3 separate regions of the Mus musculus genome follow, and regions 2 and 3 are each linked to region 1. The links are chromatin contacts, called in public Hi-C maps. All regions are on one chromosome and are shown on one strand. The core of a region is the stretch at or near the end of the contact, and the rest is flanking DNA. Distances in the headings are between cores, read along the strand shown.

Region 1 (2,700 bases), core at 76-2,575:
AGTTTAGGGTGGGGTGAAAATCAGACGGGATCTTGGGAGACCCTCTCTGAAGTCCAGAGATTAGGAGGGCGCTCAGGAGGCTGCCCAGAACAATGCATGCTTTAGTCACAGGGCCTGAGATTATCAGTCATCTCCGAGTTCAGGGTCAAAAAGAGATCTCTTTCATGAGGGAGGTCAATTAGCTGAGCCTTTTTCTCGGTCTGTAACTTGCTCCCATGAGCTGGGGTGTGAGGTGACAAACATTTAAGAAACCTTGGCAGTGACATCTGCAAACACCCATTTCCTGCTGGGGTGTTTCACCAGCTGCCGAAGACTTGATCCATCAGTGAACTTAGCTTTAACGATGCCTGTCACAGGGAAACAGATCACGCAACTACCAAACATGACAACAGCCGTGTGGCAAATGTGAGGAGGGAGACCAGAGCCAATGCTCACTTGTTCCAAGTTGGTGATTCTTTAAATCTCTGGAAGCTGTCATAGATAATTCTGAAAATCCCCCCAAAGATTTCCTAAGGTCCAAAAAAAAAAAAAAAATGCACACGGGCCCAGATTTCTATAGTGCAGCTTAGTTTCGGGATTGTTTATGGATCTTCCTGGGACGTGCAGATACTAAAACGTGCGAATCTGGAACGTGTCTTGGACTGCTGAGGGTCAGTTCAATGCCAAGTCTTAAACACAGCCCATACTCAGAAGATAAATATACATGAGGACCCACAAGGTTGACATTTTCCTGTGCTTCTCTGTTGTGTGGATGGCGGTGATATCTGTAGACTCAGGACCTGGTTGGTAGAGGGTAGGAAGGTATAGCAATTTAAAAGGCCAGGGCAGGCATCCGGTGGACCACTAGGCATATGGCTGGATGTAATCGTCTGTGTGGGAGCGAAGCCACCATTGGCAGAGCAGTCTCTTCCCTAGTGACTGTCAGTCCTGGCTGCAGTGACATGCACGCACATCCCCAGAAGACCAGTAGTCTGCTGCTTGCCAGGAACAGGTCTCCTTTCTTAGTGGAATCTGCTGTTTACGCTGACATCCTGGCAGCTCAGAACTTGCCCAGTTTGTGCTTTTCTGAAGTGAAATTCCTTCCTGGACTCTCACTGTTGATGTCCCCACCCCCACCCCACTCCCCCATCTTCCTCCCCCCCCTCCCCGCCCCCAGACATAATATTTATCCCGTCACAGTCTGGGCTCCTTCATATTTGTGTAGTGTCGGTTTCTTTAAGCATTTCCATTCCGCTTTTACGTGATTTGGGGTACAGTGTGGGATGTTGTCTCTCTCGGCTGAGCGGAAGGCTGTGGTGGAGACGCGTTGCGGGAAGGATAAACTGTTCTGGCGCTCCAAAAAGGGAGGGCCGCCTTGGTGTGCGGCTTTTCCGGGAGAGTTGGTCTTAGTGACTCATGATGTTATCACAGGATTCATATCATTCTCTATTTGATCACAAATTCATAGAGGAAGAAGAAATCCAACTGCCACCCCTAGGGATGTTTCTCGGAGAGCAGTCCATGTAAGCACTAGAAACTGATTGTTGGGTCTCCTAGGGAGAACAAGAAGAAGGAAAAGGTGTGCGCTATGTTAAAATCCAATGTCCACTTTTCTTCCATTTTCTTTCTGTTTTTTTTGGTTCACGGTTTGTAATAGCGCATGTAGTAAAGTCTGTTTTCTTCGGATTTAACTACAAACAAACAAAAATAAAATGGTACAAAACAAAAATAAAAACTAAGCAAAAGCCAACAAAACTAAGGGAAGCCTGGGCCCCTCAGAGAACAAGCCCCGGCCGGTCCTAGCAAACACTTCCTTTCCACAGCAGGCCAACAAGCTTCACCCCAGAACCAACAGCACTGACTCAGAATCTGCCTGTAAGGATCAGGTTTCCCCTTCTCTTTATTCCACAATAAGAGGGTTAGCAACACTTTCCTCAAGCAAGCTTCTCCCTGTCCAGCTTAAAGCGTGGGGTGGCCGGAGCCTCAGCAGGGACCAGGAGCTGCCCGCTGGACGCTGTCCCTGATGGAAACTGTAGTGTCATGCTCTACCCCAGCGGGCTTTACAAAGTGCCAGGCATGGCGGCAGGTAGCTTTTTGTAGCTGAGGTTATTTGCATGCGCAGGATTTTTCCCATGTGGGGCAGAAGCAGCCCTCCAGCCCTCCTATGGAGCCCCCTCCATCCCTTCCCCAGCAGCTAGGCTTTCCTTATGAGCCAGCCCTTTTTGGTCAGGACTAAAGACTATCAATCAGAAAGTACCTGTGAGAGGAATAATGGTTGAGTGACTTTTAGAATTTCCTGTTTGACAGCATCATAGACATAAACAGTGATCCAGCTAGCCACTCAGTGAGAATAGTTCTAACAAATCAACCTGCTAGCTCGCTCTTTCTTCTTCTTCTTCTTCTTCTTCTTCTTCTTCTTCTTCTTCTTCTTCTTCTTCTTCTTCTTCTTCTTCTTCTTCTTCTTCTTCTCCCTCCTCCTCCTCCTTCTCTTCCTCCCCCTTCTCTTCCTCCTCTTCTTCCTTCTCTTCCTCCTCTTCCTCCTTCTCTTCCTCCTCCTCCTCTTCCTCTTCCTCTTCCTCTTCTTCACCTTCTTTTTGGTACTGGAAGTAGGCTAGGGCTAGTTATAGAAGAATATATTCTGTTTCAGGATTTTTTTTTTTAAAGAAAAATTACTTGTTGAAGCAGAGAGATGGTGTAATGTCTGGTGCGTGTCTCCTCCCT
Region 2 (2,700 bases), core at 201-2,700, 130 kb after region 1:
TTGTTCGTTACTCAGATCCCTTGATTAAAAAATCCAAGTGTTGAGTAATCGCACTGTTCCTGGCTGTGCTAACCCCTCCCCCTGTTCCCTGATTCTCATCTACTTCAACTTCCTTCTCCATCCATCTCATGGGGAGTGGATCTGAACCCACATCTGTTTGATGTTACTGATACCGCCATACACACATGTGCCCGTAAAAAAGAATCCCAGAAAGACTCGGGGAGGGATGGGGAGATGGGAAGAGAGGGCTGGGTTGCTGGGAACCATCATTCTCCTGATCTTGTCTGCAATGCATGGTTCCACAAAAATTAGCTTCAGGCGTTAACTATTAATGCTGCCCTGGGTTTTAGGTAAGAATTAAATGGCCTAGTCGTTGTTAGTTTGGAAGACAGCCAAGACTGGCCAGCTGCCATCGAGCACCCTGGGAAGACAAGCTTGTATCCCAGACAGTAAGGGCAACACTCGCTATAGTGGGGAGTCACTACTGGGACATGGAGCCCCTATCAGGCAGAAAGCACAGAGGTGCCACAGCAACCTCTGTGTTAGAGGTTTGGTGATGGCATCCTGGAGGTGGTCCTTGTACAAACACAGCTCAAATTTTACCCATGAGCATCCCTGTCATTCACACTATGAAAACTGAAATGGATCTTCAGACGTCTCTGAAGTGCCAGGAAGAATCTCTCAGAAAAGCGATCGCTGCTACCAAGCCAACAGGTGATGTAATCAGCCCAACCAGACAGGGCAACCCCGAGATGTCTCTGAAAGATGAGACACTTTTCTTTATCAAGATGTCCTGGGGGTAAATTTAAACACCTCCCCCATCTCAGCCATTTCAGATCAAGTCACTATTGTTTTCTAGAAAGTTCTTAGGAAACCAAATTAACGCCTAAACACACAGGGAACATTTTCTTGGGTCTGGCTTTCAGGACAAGTTGGGAGTATGTGTGTCTCTATAGCAAACACAATAACAGGGTACCCCAGGGTCCCCAGAAAAGGTGCTTCCTGATAAGGGTCATCATCGTGTCAGCTGTTAAGACGCTGGCTGAGACCATGCGTTCATTTCTCACCAAGGAGACCGCTGTGTTGCCCAACAGGACCGACGGAAACCGTGCCTGAGAACAAAACCAACTTGGCTGAGTTTTGTTACAAAACCAAAATTTAATTGTTCTCCCAGGACATAAAATCCCAAGAATCAGGAGAGTAGGCAATACTGCTTAAAATATTATTTTTATTACACAAATGATGGTATCTCTCACTGGAATGTGATTCCTAGGGAAACCAAGCTAAGCAGGCTATAAGGTGGTCACCTTCCGGCCTTTCCCAGTGAGAAATGTTCATCATGTCCTTGGAAGGGGATTTTTTTTTCCAAAAGTTGGGAAGTGGTGATGTAGCTACTCAAGCTGTGTAGACAAGTGTGTGTCATACAGAACCAGACAGAGTGCTGTTTAAACAAATCTCAGAGATGACACACACTGAGTCTCCCTCTCTGCACCAAGAGCCTTGGGGCTGAGGACCAGATTTCTGTCTGTGTTTGTATCTGCCCTTGTGACCTTCCATGGCACAAGCAGGCCTTGCTTGTCTCTTATCCACAGGAGCCTGGTCACTACCTTAGTGTTCTGATTTTTGACAGAGGTTTTCTTTCCCTTCGGTATAAGTGCTGAAGGCCTCCAACTTCCCGTATTCAAGAATGCAACCCAGAGAAGCCAGTTTATAGCCTTTACAGCTCTCACCACTTGAAAGACTGTGACTGGTTTGAATGATAATCCAATCATTGAAACAACACATACTACAAAACTACCAAGCGTGCACGGGTAGCTCTTTTGCTTTCTTTCCTTTGCTATGACAAAACACCCTGGCAGAAGCAACTTTTAGAGAGAGAGAAGGTTTAATCAGCTCCTAGCTCCAGTCCATTGTGTGGAGAAGTCAAGGATGGGGCTTGAAGCAATTAGTCACACGGCACGGAGCAGACAGGGGGTGGATATGTGCACACCTGCGCCTCAGTTCACTTTCCTGCTCTTTGGTTATTCAGGACCCAAAGCCAAGGAATGGCACTGCCCACTTTTAGGCTGGGTCTTGATACAATCTAGACAATGTCCTAAAGACATGTCTACAGGCCACCCTGGTCTCACAACCTGTCTTAGTCAGGGCTTCTATTCCTGCACAAACATCATGACCAAGAAGCAAGTTGGGGGGGAGGGGGAGAAGGGTTTGTTCAGCTTACACTTCCATACTGCTGTTCATCACTAAAGGAAGTCAGGACTGAAACTCAAGCAGGTCAAGAAGCAGAAGCTGATGCAGAGGCCATGAAGGGATGTTACTTACTGGCTTGCTTCCCCTGGCTTGCTCAGCCTGCTCTCTTATAGAACCCAAGCCCAGGGATGGTACCACCCACCAGGGGCCCTCCCAACTTGATCACTAGTTGAGAAAATGCCCCACAGCTGTATCTCTTGGAGGCATTTCCCCAACTGAAACTCCTTTCTCTGTGATAACTCTAGCCTGTGTCAAGTTGACACCTAAAACCAGCCAGCACACAACCCCTCACTGAGACTCTCCTCCCAGGTGCTTCTAGACTGTGACAAGCTGACAAAGCCAGCCATCTCGAGGATGAAACCTGAGAACAGGGAAGAATTTGGGCCTTAGAGTTGTGTGCAGCATCTTCCAGGCTCTTTATTAAAAATGGTCTTTTCTTCTAAAGGAGCA
Region 3 (2,700 bases), core at 17-2,516, 160 kb after region 1:
CCTTGCTTAATTTTATTACTTTAATGTGCTTCAGTGCTAGGATGTGCCAGCAAAAATAAAGGCGAAGATACGCCATCTCCACGGTCCATTATTGAGCAATAATGGGAGTGGATCGCCTTGCTTGTATCATTAACCCGACAAGATGATGAGATAAATACATATATATTCAGAGTGAATAACTGACACTGTCCCCATAATTGGGAGGCTCTATCTTACGGACTTTTATTTCCCAATTCTCTCTGGCTAATTGCGCTCTGGGCTGAAATGTCTCAGCAGGGTGCTCAGGCTGCAGGGGAAGTTTTTGTAGGTCCACGTTCCTGATTAAATCAAATTAAGGAGCTTGAGAAATGGGAGTGGTTTTTTTTCTTGTTGTTGTTGTCGTTTTCATTTTCAGTAGAGACCTGGACACTGTGAAAAGTCAGAGCAGCCTGGTGTCTGTCTTCCAGGATGCACCAAGGCATCCATGTGGCACATCTCAAAAGCGGAGCAGGCACACCTTTGACCTGCTCTCAGACGCTCGCTGCCTTTGCAAGCCGCATCTGCCTTGACCCTGGAGAGGAAGTACCACTGTTGGCCCGTGGCCTGCACCCACTGAGGGGACTGCAAGGTGTCAGAGGAAAGGGTCCGGCCAACCAACAACCCAGCAGTGAAGAGCCCCTCTGTGCTCCAAGGCCTCCAAAATCCAGAGCCTCCCCCGCTAACCTACCATGCATTCATTACTCAAGACTCATAGAATTGTTTTCTGCCTGTAAGCTTTCTTCTTTTAATCAAAGGACCTCTCTGATGCTCACAGCCTCCTAGTGTAATGCAAAGAAACTCATTTCTCATAGCCTCAGAGGCTGAGAAGTCCAGTATTCCATACCAGCCCCTGGCAAGCCCCTCTACTGCAACGCATGGGGGATCACATCACTCATGAGGTCAGAGAGGCAGGACACATGGGCAAGAATCCACCCTGAGCCCCACTGTGTGTCTGCTCTGTGAGACAGTAAGAACAAGCAGATGGTCCCACTCCTGAGTGGTGGCCTTTTGGGATAGATGGGGGACTGTCCTTCTGGGTCTTTAGAGGAGGGCGGAAATCTCTCTAAGCCTGGCCTCTGTGAGTATCTGGAACCAGGGGACACATCTGTCCCTTGTGCAAGGTCATTTTCACAGACACTAGAAATTGCTAGCAAAGAGGAATCCGCAGGCAGTGACTGGGAGACTACCTCCAGTGACTCTACTGAGCTGGAGACCTGTACCCGTGGGAGCACCCATGGGACCTCCCTGCTCCTTCTGTTGTGTCACAGGCCCAGAAGCTTCTAGCCCATGTAAAACCCACACGTATTCACTGCAAAGCAATGTGACGCGCTGAGTCACATCTACCGAGGGGAAAGCAAGTAGGAGGTAGAAGAGGAAGACAAAAGGCTCAAGCGATGGCCACAAGCATCTTCCCCAAGCCACCATAGCCGCAGCCTCCTAGTGTAAGGGGGGTGCCCCATGCTATAGTGCTGTAATCTGAGGTGTATTTATTTTCAATGATTCAGGGGGTTGGAAAAAAAATCAGTCCTCTTTGTGAGCCGAATTTACTTTTCTCTCTCTCTCTCTCTCTCTCTCTCTCTCTCTCTCTCTCTCTTCTTTCTCTCAGGGATTGAGCCCCTAAGATCTGCTTGTCTCCATTCCACAGTGCTGACAGTCCAGATATGCACTTTTGAGCCTAGCTTTTTACATGGATATTGGGGACCCGCCCCCAGGTCCCCATGTTTGCCTAGCAGGCACTTTACCCACTGAACCATCTATCTCCATAGCCTCACTTCTCCATTTCTAAGCAACAGCGAGTGTCTCAGAGATAGTGAAAGAAGCAGGGGTCGGTGGGGGGCAGGGGAGTGTTAGACTGCAGCTCTGCTGTTGAATAATCCCCTAGTCAGTAGGTTCTGCTCCTTCAGCACCATTTCCCTATTTTTAAAGACAAAGATCTGGGCTGAGCTCATGGGTCTCTGTGTAAAGCTCATGCTTTGAGAGTGCAGGGGCCATAGTTTGATCCGCTGTCATCCACATATCCATCTTAAAAGCCAGGCACGGTGGCAGTGCTCGTCATTCCAGTGCTGTGGAGCGGAGTCCAGGGGATCTCTGGGACTCCCTGGCAGCCAAGCTGGAAAGTTGCAGACAGTGACAAATCCTGTCTTTAAAAAAAAAATGTGCATGGCCCCTGAAGTACAGCAGCCACATACACACATGTTCACAGGTGCTCACCCACATACGTGCACCTAGACACACATGCACACACACACACAGTGGGGAGGGGTAGAGGACAGGGATTAAAACACTGATATACCTAAACACCCTGGGCGCCCAGTAAAGGGAGCTATTACTGTCATTATCCACAGCACCTTCGTTTACGCTCCCAAACCCAAGCCCATCGGAGCAGACAATTATGGAATTTAGGGTACTTTTTAACAGCCTCAATTAGTGTGATTTTCATGCCAACCCACGTCCTCCTCAGGGAAATGGATTTTTCTCTCTCTCAACAACTCACCTGTCTTCTACCTGCTCTCAGGGAAAATTCAAATGTCCTTCACAGCAAAACAAACAGACCTCCAGCCAGTTAGCAAAGAGGTGGAACTCTGGGTTGGCATCGAGTCAGAGAGCCGCTTGAGATGACCTATCGCTGGATAAAGGGTCCCGTGGGGACACGTGCAGAGTTGTTCACACCCTAACCACGGC

The links. Hi-C and Micro-C count contacts between places; a contact is called where the count stands out from the background.
Region 2: a Hi-C map of muscle stem cells shows a contact between it and region 1, with 2.6 times the contacts expected there. The contact joins two enhancer-like sites. A contact is called at or near these places in 5 of 39 promoter capture datasets (the 3T3-L1 cell line, 3T3-L1-derived adipocytes, cancer-associated fibroblasts and 1 more), 2 of 15 datasets of contacts at CTCF or cohesin (both in the NIH/3T3 cell line), 17 of 484 Hi-C or Micro-C datasets (3T3-L1-derived adipocytes, the AtT-20 cell line, the BV-2 cell line and 11 more), 19 of 115 datasets of contacts at active chromatin or transcription factors (the SCID.adh cell line, bone marrow-derived macrophages, a colorectal cancer cell line and 12 more) and 2 of 9 other capture datasets (embryonic stem cells and pancreatic islet).
Region 3: a Hi-C map of the C2C12 cell line shows a contact between it and region 1, with 4 times the contacts expected there. The contact joins two enhancer-like sites. A contact is called at or near these places in 26 of 484 Hi-C or Micro-C datasets (B cells, the C2C12 cell line, the P5424 cell line and 14 more) and 16 of 115 datasets of contacts at active chromatin or transcription factors (the SCID.adh cell line, bone marrow-derived macrophages, craniofacial prominence and 8 more).

What each region holds. Positions count from the first base shown.
Region 1 is chr16:92,683,221-92,685,920 of GRCm38.p6, reverse strand. All of the region lies in intron 4 of Runx1 (runt related transcription factor 1), which reads left to right. Among named protein-coding and RNA genes, the nearest start is that of Gm30281, 78 kb to the left of the region's middle. Within about 2 kb of position 1,325, at least 32 of the 459 cell types and tissues checked have an H3K27ac peak or open chromatin away from gene starts, as enhancers often do. A contact at or near this core is called in the C2C12 cell line, the HL-1 cell line, a colorectal cancer cell line and 1 more, where this site is marked.
Region 2 is chr16:92,549,136-92,551,835 of GRCm38.p6, reverse strand. No RefSeq gene overlaps it. Among named protein-coding and RNA genes, the nearest start is that of Gm30224, 46 kb to the left of the region's middle. Within about 2 kb of position 1,450, at least 19 of the 459 cell types and tissues checked have an H3K27ac peak or open chromatin away from gene starts, as enhancers often do. A contact at or near this core is called in the C2C12 cell line, the HL-1 cell line, a colorectal cancer cell line and 1 more, where this site is marked.
Region 3 is chr16:92,523,452-92,526,151 of GRCm38.p6, reverse strand. The region is part of intron 1 of Clic6 (chloride intracellular channel 6); the gene reads right to left. Among named protein-coding and RNA genes, the nearest start is that of Clic6, 27 kb to the right of the region's middle. Within about 2 kb of position 1,266, at least 7 of the 459 cell types and tissues checked have an H3K27ac peak or open chromatin away from gene starts, as enhancers often do. A contact at or near this core is called in the C2C12 cell line, where this site is marked.